Linked DNA regions of Sus scrofa: all the other regions are linked to region 1. A link is a contact called in public Hi-C and HiChIP or PLAC-seq data. All regions are on one chromosome and are shown on one strand. The core of a region is the stretch at or near the end of the contact, and the rest is flanking DNA. Distances in the headings are between cores, read along the strand shown. Region 1 holds the start of ETS2 (protein C-ets-2). Region 2 has its middle 88 kb from the start of ETS2. Region 3 has its middle 81 kb from the start of ETS2.

The links. Hi-C and Micro-C count contacts between places; a contact is called where the count stands out from the background. HiChIP or PLAC-seq counts read pairs in DNA pulled down with a chosen protein or histone mark.
Region 2: a Hi-C map of retroperitoneal adipose tissue shows a contact between it and region 1, with 2.4 times the contacts expected there. The contact joins the enhancer-like site here to the promoter of ETS2 in region 1. A contact is called at or near these places in 1 of 5 promoter capture datasets (liver), 20 of 47 Hi-C or Micro-C datasets (alveolar macrophages, brain, embryonic fibroblasts and 12 more) and 2 of 2 datasets of contacts at active chromatin or transcription factors (alveolar macrophages and skeletal muscle).
Region 3: a contact with region 1 is called in an H3K27ac HiChIP or PLAC-seq map of alveolar macrophages. The contact joins the enhancer-like site here to the promoter of ETS2 in region 1. A contact is called at or near these places in 1 of 5 promoter capture datasets (liver), 3 of 47 Hi-C or Micro-C datasets (alveolar macrophages, blood and liver) and 2 of 2 datasets of contacts at active chromatin or transcription factors (alveolar macrophages and skeletal muscle).

The regions. Positions count from the first base shown.
Region 1 is chr13:202,461,846-202,466,610 of Sscrofa11.1, reverse strand. It overlaps ETS2 (protein C-ets-2), which reads right to left and starts at 2,270. Exons shown (of 10, transcript XM_021070986.1): 1 at 2,043-2,270.
Region 2 is chr13:202,373,860-202,378,122 of Sscrofa11.1, reverse strand. No RefSeq gene overlaps it. Among named protein-coding and RNA genes, the nearest start is that of ETS2, 88 kb to the left of the region's middle. Within about 2 kb of position 2,007, at least 33 of the 83 cell types and tissues checked have an H3K27ac peak or open chromatin away from gene starts, as enhancers often do. A contact at or near this core is called in alveolar macrophages, epiblast stem cells, liver and 3 more, where this site is marked.
Region 3 is chr13:202,542,773-202,547,353 of Sscrofa11.1, reverse strand. No RefSeq gene overlaps it. Among named protein-coding and RNA genes, the nearest start is that of ETS2, 81 kb to the right of the region's middle. Within about 2 kb of position 1,608, at least 13 of the 83 cell types and tissues checked have an H3K27ac peak or open chromatin away from gene starts, as enhancers often do. A contact at or near this core is called in alveolar macrophages, where this site is marked.

The DNA of each region.
Region 1 (4,765 bases), core at 1,021-3,520:
CGGGGCCCTTCTCCCAGCTCATCAAAAAAAAAAAAAAGCAGCGATGGCACCCAAGTCTCATTAGACAAGGTTCCTGCTCGTGAGACTTTACTACCTGAAATGCTCCTTAAGGTTCATGGAACTTTCTGCCATTTATCTGGGTCGACTACGTCCTGTCACCTGCTGATGACATTCACAAGCTTCAAACAGGAGCCGAATGAAAGGATGTGGACAGTTATCCATCTTCTTCGTCCAGTTTTATCCCACACTTCAGCTTCGCAGAGAATGGACGTGGAGGGCAATGGACTAAGCCTCGCCTGGTTTTTGTGTACAAACACCAGGAGGAAAGGCAGTCTACCCCTCCCACACAGAGAGCTGTAATTACTAGCTACAGAATAGAATTCTTTTGTTGTCCAGCTTTTAATTTGTTTTGTAAAAACCATGTAGAATCAAAGCGCGCTACCAATGGTTTCTGGCAGACACATAACTAATCAAATTTAAGTTCCCGTCTTTGACTCCACGAGGCCAGTCAAGGTGGCAGACAGGCCAAGTTTCTCCACATCCTAAGTCAATTTCACATTTAGGTCTTTTGGGGGGGGGGTGCCCTCCTGATTGTTGCCTTTGAACTACAACAACACAAACGGGAAATGGCAGCCACGAAAGGGCTGAGAAGGATAACATTTTTAAACAAGCAAAACTTGCCGGCCAACGGTACCCTCGGGGGACAAGTGATTCCTTCTGCGAGATTAGAACACGGGTTTGTATTTCGGTAAATTTGAGGAGAAAAGAAAAGAAAAAGAAAACCTCAAAACGCACTTTCGAAGATTGATTTGCTTTTTCCTTTGAAGGTTATCAATTTATAGAGTCAGGAATGACTAATTCCCGAAATGAGTGTTCAGCTATTTTCCTGCAGGACCCAGAGCGCTAACATTTATTGTACTGTGATATTATTCAGAATTTTAATAAACCTTAACTGGGAGATTTCTCTCTCTGATCGGCGGTGGTGTGGGCAGGCACAGGGCGCACAGGCGCTTCCACTGTGCGGAACAAACATCATCTCTCAGTGGTAAATTAAAATAAATTACCTCTCAATCCAAAGGGGGGACTGGCTCACTTCTTTACTTTCTAAATAAGTCGCACGTCAACTACTATTTTAGGATACCCTATAATTGAATACAGGATAATATAAAAAAATCTCTTGTGCTTTAAAAAACACACACGCACAATCGCTGTTACCTCTTCATCTAAAATGCTGTAAGAACCGGGAAAGGCAGCTTGGCGCACCTACATCCCCACTTCCGACTGGCTCCCCAGGTTCGCCTAGCAGGACCGAGGGCCCGAGATATAGAGGACCTGGGGCGCCCACGGGGGTCTCGCTCGAGCGCCAGGACCCTCCCGGCGCCTCCCTCGCCCGCCGCCCCGGCCGGGCCCTGGACGTGGCGGAGCAGGTGACCGGGGGGTTGGGATCCGCCTGTTTTCGGGGATCCGTAGCTTCCAAGGTGTTTCATGCGCCCCTAGACCCCGATCTGCCCGGGCCCGGCGCCCTCCAGTAAGTCACCCACAAACCCGGGCGCGCCGGGGCCCCTCCGACACCCTCTCCGGCGTCCCCCAGCCCCTTCGCGATATCAGGTCTCCCAGGCGCCCACTGGCAAGGGCCCCCCACCACGCCCGCGTTTCCTTTTAAGACAAAAGCAAGTGAAACAAGTCGGCGCGCCCCGCCCGCCCCAGCCGGCTCGGCGACCCCAGAACCGCGGCCCAAGTTCGCAGCCGGCTCCGCGCGTCATCGCCGGGCCCACTCCGCGCCCCACTTGCCGCCCCCAAAGCCACTGGGCCATCCATACCACGAGCTGAGCGGATCGGATCTCAGAAGCGCGACCCCTGGATCCTAGGAATAGCCGCCACCCCTCCGGGACCCCGGCTGCGCCCTGGGATCCGGCTCTCCGCGCCACCCACGTCCTCCACGCCGTTTCTGGATCCCTCGGCAGAGGAACCGGGGCCCGGAGGGCGCTCCCCGCCGGACCTGCCGGACCCTGGCCGCCCACCCGGCCCGACCCTGCTCTTACCGCGCCGCTTCGGGCAGGGCGGCCGGCGACTCGGGGCCCGGACTCCTCGGTGCGCGCCGGGGAGGGCGCGGGCGGCGGGGCCGGGACGCGGGGAGGGCGCTCGGCAGGCCTGAGCCGGCAGGGAGCGGCGGGCGGCGGGCTCCGGGAGCTCAGGGCTGGGGCGATACCGCGCTCCGCGCCGCCGCTGGAGGAAGTAACTGGCCGGTCCCCTTCGCTGCGCGCTCTTCAGGAGCCGGGGGAGGACGGAGGAGGGAGGGGAGGCGACCGCGGGGAGGGGAGGAGGGGGGCGGGGGAGGGGAAAGGCGAGAGGGGAGGGGAGAGGGGAGGAGATCGGGAGGGGAGGGGTGGGGGTGGAGAAGGGAGCAAAGTCGCGAGAGGGCGGGAGCAGGGGAGGGGGGAAGCCGAGGGGAGGGGAGCGGAGTGGAGGCGGGGGGAGGAGAAGAGCAGGGGGCGGAGCCAGTCCTTCCAAGCCCGGCCTCGCTCGGCGCCCGCTGTCACTGGGCTCTGTCCCTTGCCTGCGGTTCGGGGGGCCGTGGTGGGCCGGGGACCCCGAGGACTCGAGCCCTGTGTGTGTCCCGGGAGCTCAGAAGGAGAGTCTTTCTTTGGTTTCTTCCGCTGGTGCGGAGACTTTAACACCAAAACCTGTCCTGGCAGGACTGGAGCAGTGCTGGTGCCACCGAGCGGCCACAGGGCTTGGGTCATAAGGGACTATTTCTGGCCCAATTCTTGGACCTCTTCGTGGACTTCTGACTCTTCTGTCCTGAAAAGACACTAAAAGACATGATAGACGTACAAGGTGGGCCCTTTTCTGGGTCACAGAGCGCCCCTCTGCTCCGGGAAGCCCTGTTCCTACCGCCTCCGAGGAAGTGGCGCCCCCTAGAGTTGAGCGGTGTCTTAGTAGGAACCAGCCTTTGAAAGAGCTTCCCTGGGCTCATTCTCAGGATAATTGTCCTCACATTAAACATGAGGGAATGGGCCCTTTGGGTAAATAACTTGCCGAGTCATAGGACGTGTGAGTGGGAAATTCAGGGTTGAAACTCCAGGCTATCTGACTTCCAACTATGGTCAAAACCGTCACCCTTCCCCCCCAGAGTTTCCATTTTTAGCAGGAGATACTTGAGTCCATGGCTAGAAATGCACACATTTCCTATTCAGATTCCGGTCACATTCTCAGTATTTATTTATCTATTTATTTATTTGTCTTTTCTCTCTTTTTCACGGCACCGGCGGCATATGGAGATTCCCAGGCTAGGGGTCCAATCGGAGCTGTAGCTGCCAGCCTATGCCAGGGCCACAGCAACACTGGATCCGAGCCGTGTCTATGACCTACACCACAGCTCAGGGCAATGCCGGATCCTCAACCCACTGATCGAGGTCAGGGATGGAACCTGCGCCCTCATGGATGCCAGTCAGGTTCGTTAACTGCTGAGCCACGACGGGAACTCCTTGGAGAAATATTTAGATGCCCAGGGGTGGATAGAAAATACAATAGCTCAGCTTAGGCAAGGCCAGGGACTGCAGTGCTGTGAAGGGAGAGAGGAGCAGCCTCCCTTCTCTGTTACCAAGGTTCCCGGTTTCCATGGCAACCCTAACTCCGGAGTCATCTGGATAATTGAGATACTATTGTGCCTTAATGTTTCCAGGTACCTGAGGGTCTCCAGGTATCATCATTACGTGGGTGAGACAGGGTCTGTGGAGGCTCAAAAAACCCGGTGCTGAGAGGGTTTGTATTTACAGCAGGTTGAATTGATTCTGATGGTCTCTCTGTGTATATTCAGGCCTGGATCAGAAACCACTGATAGGTCAAGAAGGAGGTTCATAAATGGAATACAGATCCATAGTAAGTTACCATGGAGATGCAAAGAGTATGCTACTTTTTTTTTTTTTTTTTAATGGTAGCAGAAAATACTGACTCATCTGGGCTGCAGTTTCAGCTAATAGAGGGTCTTTTCCCCCAGGCTACTCATGCAGCCCTTGAGAGCCGCTTAGGAGCTTGTTGCAGACAGCCATTGGGTCAAGTTCAGTTGCCTAGAGTGGGGCTGGCTGCCTTGTCCATAGCACCTGCCCCCATACCCATGTGTGTCCAGTGCTCAGAGTTCGGGGCCCCTGAGTCCCTGAGGTCCACTAACCCTTTAGGAAGGCATCTTTCTTTCTTTAGGGGCTGACAGTGGGGGGTGGGCACAGAAGGGGCGTTACCATCACATCTGAGCTGAAAGATGTCAAAAGAAGGGGCACAGGGAGTGTCCGTTGTGGCTCAGTGGGTTAAGGACCAGACATAGTGTCTGCAAGTGTATGGGTTCGATCCCTGGCCTCTCCCAGTGGGTTAAGGATCCGGCATTGCCTCAAGCTGCCCATATAGGTCACAGATGCAGGGCTTGGATCCAGCGTTGTTGTGGCCGTGGTGTAGGCCAGCAGCTGCAGCTCTGATTCAATCCCTAGCCCGGGAACTTCCATATGCCACAGGTGCGGCCCTAAAAAAGGAAAAAAAAAAAAAGGGGCACAGGAGTTTGGAGACAGTCTGCTCCTGAAAAACTACCTTTCTCTGCTCTAACTCGCTAAACCTTGAATCAGTTCCCTCCTCTGGAAACAAGGCTGTTTACGAGACCTGAGACCTACGTCATCTGGCCATAATGGCCATTCGACATAGAACCAAAAATGGAAAGAACTTGTTCAGCATAGGGTCAAAAGAGGCTCGAAATGATATAACTACTAAGGGACTTTTT
Region 2 (4,263 bases), core at 758-3,257, 88 kb after region 1:
AGGAAATCTACTTGCAGAAATTGTATTCCCAGCTGGTTAATATACATGGTCTTTATATAGACAGATAAACAGACAGACAGACAGATAGGGAGATAGATGATAGATAGATAGATAGATAGATAGATAGAAAGATAGATAGATAGATAGAAAGAAATACATTTTTTTTTTTTTATGGCCGCACCCACCACATACGAGAGTTCTTGGGCCAGGAATTGAATCCGAGCCTCAGCTGTGACCTACGCCGCAGCTGTGGCAAATGCTAGATCCTTTAACTTGCTGCTCTGGGCCGGGGATCAAAGCCCCGCCTCCACAGTGATCCAAGCTGCTGTGGTCAGATTTTTAACCCACTCTGCCACAGGGGGAACTCCTCTACATGGTCTTTTCATGGGGGGTTTTATTCTAGGTATTTAATCAGGCACATGATTGCTGCTTCCCTTCCCTTCTTTATCTGGAAGAAAATAGGTCAAGCAAATTTTGGTAAACTGATACCTTTTCTGAACCTAGTGGCCAAAGTTTAGACAGGCTTTCATGTAACGAACAATTTAGGCATTTGGTTTTCTGAACGCTAATTTAGAGCTGGATCAGGATATCAGCAGGTTGCTTCCCACCCTATTTTAAATTGGATCATGGTATAACTTTGAGAAAATGACTACATTGTTTTCAAATAAGTCTTTTTTTTTTTTTTTTTCCAACCAACCAAGATCCTGTCCTTCCCAGACGTGAACACATTTGAGCAGCAGGCTTTCCTTCCATGTCTCTGCCTCCTTCTCCAAACTGCACAACAATAGATAACAACCCCACATCTGGATGCACCCTTGGGGGGCCACAGGAGAGTTGAGTTTGGGAGGAGAATCCAAGGGCACAGACATTCCAAGGGTGTTTCCTGGAAAAAAGGTCTTGGTTTTTCCTTCTTACAGAACCCAGCTCCTCCTGGAATGGAGGGCCCCTGTGGGTTGGAAAAAGAAGTTAGAGAAAATTTTTAAGGAACAAGGGACAAAGTGAAATAGAAAATTAGGAAATGATAGAGGATCTGGCTCTCTTTTCTGACTGCAAAATCTGTCTTGAACTTGCGAGTTTCTGGAAGAGGTGCGGGCTATTCCGCTCAATTTGTATCGTGGCTCAGCCTCCTCAAGAGTGGTTATTGCCCTGGAGGATGCTGGCCTTTTTTTTCATTCTTTTTTTTTTTTTTTTTTTATCATTATTCTTGCTTATTGCATCACTGTGAGCCACAGGCCTCTTTGCCCTTCCCTAGGTTTTCTAAGAATTGAAAGAAGTTTTTATAATTATGACATCAATTAGAGGTTATTCAGAAATTGGAAAGGAATCCAAATGTACACATCTCCGGATAGTTTAGTTTATTCTTATAAAGGGCAGGGATGCAGAAAATGCTTTGTTTATTGAGAAAATTCCAGGTTTGGGCAACATTCCATTTTAGAAGTCTTTTCTTGAAAAATATGCAGACTTAAGCTAAATGTACAATCCTAGCTTTTAGGAGCACTTCCTTCCTTAAATTGAACATTCGCCAGCTGCATAGATCACAACTACGGCTGGGATCTGATCCCTGGCCCAGTAACTTCATATGCCACGGGGTGGCCAAAATTTTTTTTTTTAAAAGCGCTTCTGCCTATGTGGCTCTTTTTTCAGGTTTATTTAAATAGAGACGAGAATTAACTGTATTTCAACAGTGATCAGAAAGACAGATTTTTTTTACTTGCAAAAGACAATCATAATTATGTAAGGTAATAAGTCACAGGAAAAATTATCCCCTTGAGTTCATTTGCATATGAAAGGCACACACATTCATTTGAAAAGGCCTCTCATTACACTTGAAAGGCAGAAATGGGGGTTAATGCTAAAATACTGAATTCTAATGACGCTCTCTCCGGCTTTTGTTCCTGGCTTTTACTGCACAGCGGGCCCCAGGCCGCACGCTGGGCCAGAAGCAAGCCAAGCCTCTTACTCCCAAGTCAGGGCCTGGCATTCCTGCCGCCAAGGGGCAGTCGTTTTCATGCAAGCGGTTTCTTTTCCCGCCGCTGCCCCAGCCGCTGGGCTAGGTCCTGGCTGCTCTGGCGTCTCCTTGTATCCAATTGCCAGGTCTCCCTCTGAAGCGCCCACTCAACGTGGGCCCTTTTATTCTCCTTTTTGCAGAGTCCTGTCTTCGCAGCAGCGGAGGCTCACCCAGCATGGCTTCCAGATGCTTCTCCCTTTCGCCCCATCGAGACGTTTCTCACCATCTCAAGTCCGCACCTTCAGGATGCCAGTTTAGAAGCACCATTTGCCTCGCGCGCCACCGTCTGGCCTAAAGGGGAACGACCTCTGCCCGTGGCTGAGGATCAGCTTTGAAAAGGGCTAATGTGGCATTTCTAGTTTTTGTCCAATATCTGTCCTTACCCATTTTCTGTAAAGTGACTGTGATGGATATTCTCGCTTACTAATGAAGGCAGTTTTCCTCTATACATTCCTCTTGCAATAGTTTGGGTTTAGAGATACTGAAATAAGAACCTATACCGTCAACTAAAAATCATATAAATTGCATCATTTATAAAGCAATTTGTGGGCAGGATACAATATGCTTTGGTGTCTTAAAAATGCAGTAACACAATCATGCAGGCAATACTCTTTTCTCACCCATAGTCTCATAGATTGTGTCTACGGCAGGGTAGGTATAAAGGGAAATAGTTCACCCTTCCCGTGGCTCCTGGCATCCCAGCTCCTTGGTGGCCAGGTCACAGTGCTGATTCTACAGACCCAGGTTCCAGAATGAACTGGATTGGAAGGTTTTAAAAAGTGTGTACACCGGATGGCATGTGTGTTTGTGTGTGTGTGCACATGCTTTGTGAGCTGACCCCCTGGGCTGCTAAAAGGAAATTTAGGAATTCTATTTATACTTTTTTTTAATCTCATACTTCAACATTTACATTTTATAATGTACATAAACTTATTAGAACAGTTGTCCTATATCATTTACAAATTAGTATTTTAATTTGGGGGAGGGTCTTTTTTTAGGGGCACACCCATGGGCACATGGAGATTCCCAGGCTAGGGGTCAAATCTGAGCTGCAGTCACCGCCCTATGCCCACAGCCACAGCAACATCAGATCTTAGCCGTGTCTGCAGCCTACATCACAGCCCATGGTAACACAGGATCCCCAACCCACTGAGCAAAGCCAGGGATTGAACCTGCATCCTCATGGATGTTAGTCAGATTTGTTTCGGCCGAGCCACAACAGGAACTCCACAAATTAGTATTTTAAAAGGTATTAAGCACAGCAAAGAAAATCATGGACTTGGAGAATAGACTTGTGGTTGCCAAGGGGAAGGGGGAGGGAGGGGGGTGGTTGGGGAGCTTGGGGTTAATTGATGCAGACTGTTGCCTTTGGAATGGATGAGCAATGAGATCCTGCTGTGTAGCCCTGGGAACTATGTCTAGTCACTTAGGATGGAGCCTGATAATGTGAGAAAATAGAATGTGTACATGTATGTGTAACTCAGTCACCATGCTATACAGTAGAAAAAAAAATGTATTGGGGAAATTAAAAAAATTAAAAGATATTAAAAATACAGAGTAAGAAATGCTTAATTGGAGTTTCCATTGTGGCTCAGGAGGTTAAGAACCTGACATAGTGTCCTTGAGGATGTGGGTTCGATCCCTGGCCTCGATCAGTGGCTGAAGAATCCAGCACTGCCGCAAGCTGCAGCATAGGCCACGGATGCAGCTCTGAGCCAGCGTTGCTGTGGCTGTGATGTAAGCCTCAGCTGCAGCTCCACGTTGACCCCTTCTATGTGCCTTAGGCAGCGCTGAAAAGGAGAGAAGAAAAGTAAAGAGGAAGAAATGATTTGTGGATAAAAGTTTGTGACTAAAATGCATTCACATTTTAAATGCCTAAAAGCGCATTGAACTTAAAGATGGTCTCGGCATGGCCCTAACTGGCACTGCAAGGCAGCATAACAGATGCCCAGGCAGCTGGAATAGGGTCTGGGCTGCAGATGGTTAACCAGCCTCTCCCTCTAGGTGGGGGACCAGAGTGAGGTTAGACTCAAAGGAGATTCGGAATCGGCTTCTGTCAGGCTCATTATGAAACCTGAACGTCATTTCACATCTGTGAGGTTTCTCTTCTGCTAAACTAGTGTGGAAGGAGAATTAGCTCAGCCTTGGACACCAGGTGGGGTGGGTGTGTTGAGAATAATCAGTGATCGGGAGCTTGGGCTCAGCTTAAGGTGTTCACAGTTAAGTCCAACGTTCACTTGAACTGAAGAATGATG
Region 3 (4,581 bases), core at 359-2,858, 81 kb before region 1:
GGACCACCAACCAAGGACCTGAGGGAAGCAGCTCTGGATGCTGGAAAAGGCCAGGAAAGAGATGCACCCCAGTAGCCCCAGGGCAGAGCACAGCCCAGGGAAACGGGTTGGGGATTTCTGGCCTCTAGACTTGCCAGAGCCTATATTGCATTGTTTTAAATTTCCAAGTTAGCGGTAGTTTGTTACAGCAGCAAGTAGAAACTAATACCCCAAGCTAAATGACTTCTCTGTAATGAGGCCCTCCTGCCTGATGGTGATCAGAGACCCAACTGCTTCTCAGCCAGGGTCCACAAAGGAGATGGAGGCTCTGGGTGGCAGCCTGCATGGAAGAATTTCTGCTGCATTAGCCAGCCCGGGCTGCCGAAACAAAGTACTGTACACCCGGGGCTTAAACAGCAGAAGGTTGTTGTCTTGTAATTCCGGAGGCTGCAAGTCTAGATCGAGGTGCTGGCGGTGGTTCCTCCCGAGGCCTCTCTCCTTGGCTTGTAGATGGTGTCTCCCCCTACCCACCCCCACTCCCCACCCCCGGTCCTCCCACGGTCATCCCTCTGAGTGCGTTTGTGTCCCCATATTAGGGACCAGTCCTATTGGATTAAGGCCCATGTGACTCCCTTTTATCTTCATTATCTCTTGTCAAGATCCCATCTCCAAATGCAGTCAGCTTCTGAGTTACCAAGGGTTAAGACTTCAGCATCTGAAGCTGAGGGGGACACGGTTCAGCCCATAGCACAGTGGTCTGGAATGATATTGCCGTTATCTATATCCACATAAAGATGCTTTCAGACACACCCCTGCTTACAATTTGGGCCCGTGTATAAAAGGCAGAAGAGCCCAGAAGTGGAAATCCGTGGTGCCAGGAAGTTCTGCCAGCTTGAAGCCCTGCATCCAGGTCCTTTTCACGGGGAGGACCTAGCGGGGTGTGTCCCAGCTGCTGGACGCTCTGAGCAGCCCCCAGCCCAGGGGTCTCTGCCTGCCCATGTCTATGGCCCTGGCCCACTCCGGGACTTCTCCTTCTGATGCTCAGCAAACCGCACTTCGCTGTCCACGAGGCACCCGTCAAACATTCGGAAAACCCACCCCACAGACTGAAATAGAAACTCATTTGTTTACCGGAGTGTGACAAAAGGAGGGAGGTATTTAATTTTGGAAGGAGCTGAGCCAGCTTTTTTATCGGTCTTTTTTTTTTTTTTTTTTTTGGCCATGCAGGCGGCACACAAAAATTTCAGGGGGCCAGGGATTGAACCCAAGCTACTGCAGTGACAAGTGACAGCGCCAGATCCTTAACCGCTGCACCACGGGGGAACTCCAGGGTTTTTTTTTTTTTTTTTCCTGGCACAAAATCCTGCCTAGTAAACTCCCAAAATGGGCTTCCTTCTTACCCACCCACCCACATTTTGGATGGGCTCATTCTCTGTGGTTAGGGGGCGCCATGTACACTGTGGGGTGTTGGCAGCATCTCTTCCCTTAGCATTTGATGCCAGGGGCACCTGCTCCACTTGTGCCAACCAAAAATGTCTCCAAACATGGCCAGGGTCTCCCGTGAGAAGGACTGATGTGAATAAACCGCAGAGAAAAACAGGAAGGGTGGAGGGCGTGGCCAGTGTCCTGGCTTTGCCCTCTTTGTTGAGACTACGATAAGCTGTGGGCAGTGTGTGGATAATGGCTTGGAATGTTTAAGGTGGAGGAGGGACCAGCAGAGAAGGTAAGTGTCCCCCTCAGCCGTGGTAAGGGGGACAGGAGGCCAGTTCTTTGGCTGTTGAATCAGACATCTCCTCCACTGGCCCCCTGGGTGGCTTGGGGCTGCAGGTGACAACAGAGGGACCTCAGAGAACAGGTGGCGTCTTCGCCCTCCTCCTTGTTACCGAGCAGGACCCCGCGAGGCCTCCCCAGAGTGGAGCCCCACTCATGTCCTCCACCTGCCTTTTTATAAAAAACTTTAGTCACAGAACCAATTTAATCAGAGAAGCAAAAAAAAAAAAAAACCCAAAAAAACAACAACAAAAAACAACAACAACAACAACAACAACAAAAACAGAGAAAAAAGAAACAGCAATAATAACTTAGCCATTCAACAAAGTCAAGGACCTTTGGTTCTTCTTCAAGGACCATAGATAATATTCTGAGCTGTGTCCTTGGGGCTATCTGGCAGGTGCTGAAGCACCCACCAGGTGGAAGAAGTTAACTGTGTGCTGCCCACAAGCACCTAGACCCCAGACCCACTGGAACCAGAAGGTTGATGACGTGGACGCCCAATGACCTCACCACCAGCCAATCAGGAAAGAGTCCATGAGCTGACCACGCCCTGCTCCCAAACACTATCAGACTCCTCACTGCCCCCTCCAAGGTGTGGGGGGGCACAGTCCTTGAGGCACTCGCCTGCTGTGCCCCCTCTTTGCCTGGCAGTTAAAGCTACTTTTTCGGTTTCCTCCAACTCTGTCCCTGCGTGTCTGTTTGGCGTTGGTGTACAGAGTGGCGGAGATTTCTGCCACCTCTTCTCCTAGGATACTCTGGGGGTGCTGCCCACATCTGTAAACTCTGCCCCCGGCACATGCCGCCCTCCCTCAGCTCGTCATGCATACTTCCGGACTCAGGGCCTTTGCACAGATGCTTCACCCTCACCCGAAGCTTTCCTCCTGTTTTTGCTCTCTGAGGTCTCAGCTTGGCTGTAGCTTCACCACCCATCTAAAACCACCCCCAGCCCTCCTGAGCACATTGCTTTGCTTTCTGTTCTTCACAGCCCTGTGTTTATCTGCAGAAGGAGATCTGGAGGCTCTCACTTGAAGCTTCGCCTGGGCTGCCCCTGCCGGCCTCCTGTCTTCTGGTTTTTTACAATCAACAGAGTTTGCAAAAGTTCAGGTCAAGCTCCGGCTGGCTGTTCTCCATTCCAGAGCAAGGGACGGCCCTCGGCTTCCCAACCCCATCCCTGGAGCACCAGAGCAGTCTTTTCCTAGCATGCTCTGGGGTCTGCTTGTTTATTTCTGTGCAAGACTCCAACCACCCCTGCCTTCCAGGACCACAAAGTGGGTACGTTGTTGGGAGGGGATCTCCTGTGGCTTATCCTAGGGCTTCCAGCAGGTTTCTCAACCTTCTTTCTTCCCAGATTTTAAAGGAGGGCAGGGAAGCACGGGGGAAGGCCAATAAACTGGCGTTCGAGATACCCATGCCCAAGTCATTTTCCTGCCCCATGAGAGCATGGTGCAATATGGCACCCAGCTTGGCATCTCAAATGGTGACAACCAGCCCCACCCAAGCCCCTTGCTCTTTGCACTGGATTTGCTCTGTATTATATGGCTGCACCCCCAGTTCTGACCAGAAAGAGACCTTCCTAATTAGGTGTCCTGGAGACCAGTGGTAACTGAGTTTCTTATCTGTCTTTCCCACCTCCCATGCTCCTAGGGTCCATTAACAGCCATGGTCTAGAATTGTGAAGGAGAGGGGCTAAAGCCAACCAACAAAGTGTGTCAACATCCCTCCCAATTAGCCCCAATTCAGAAATCCAGAACAACCCGCATGTGAAAACCACGTGGCTGACTTTCTACTTGTAAAGCTGACCTGACGATTCAGTCTTGACTTGATCCAGACTCTCTCTCCCCGTTCTTACTCCTCCCAAGTCCATGCAGACACGTTGTAAAGAGAGAAAGGCAGCTCTTTAGATACAACGAATGAGATGCTCAGGAAAGATCTAGCCAAAAAAGATGATACTGTATTTAACAGGGATTATTTGGGGAATGTTATGTGGGGTCACTCCTCCAGCTGTATGTGTCTCTTAAGGTGTAATTCTGAAGTGCATGACATGCCTTAAAAAGAAAGCAGGAAAATACATAGGCCAGGGGTGTTTATGACCTGTGCGGTCACGCCAGAGACTCTTTGAAAAATGAGGTTTTCCGAAGACCTTTACTCTAATGGCAAGAATAAAAGAGCTTTCTTTTTTCTGGAAACCTCAAACAACAGAATAGTTCTTTTGAGGTTTGTGGTTAGCCCAGCTCGTGGTCCTTCATGGGCACACGAGAAGCCTGTTATTAGGAGCAACCTGGCTTTATGGGAGCTTATCAAAAATTAGCACACACACAAAGCACTTCAACGCTTGGTCTGGCCACGCAGTTGACAACCAAGCCCAGAGCAAGCAGTCTGGAGATTAGTCTTAATTTTACGGCCAAGTCGGAGGGCCGTAGGTCTTTGAACACTCCTTAGCGGACCGTTTATGACACGGGAACAAAGGGTATCTTACCTTGTGTAACGACTGCAGTGACTTAAAACACATCTCGGGAGCCATCCAATTTCTACAGTTGAGACTTTTTTTTCCCAGGGAGGCTGGCTGCACCTGCCCGCTGCCAAGACCGCCCACTGCATAGAGGTAGAAAACCACCTCCCTCCCCTGGAACCGTGCCCATTCCGGATGAAGGAGGCCTTAGGTTGGCATGTCTTAGCTTGAAGAACCAGGGACAGGGCTATTTCTGGAGCCGTCCCCTTCCTAAGATCAGAAACCAGTTGGGGGAAGCTTTGGGCATGGGTATTACTCAAGGTCTCCTCCAGAGAAAAGGGAACTTTGTGGGTGCGAGGGGCGGTGGGGAGGGGAAAACA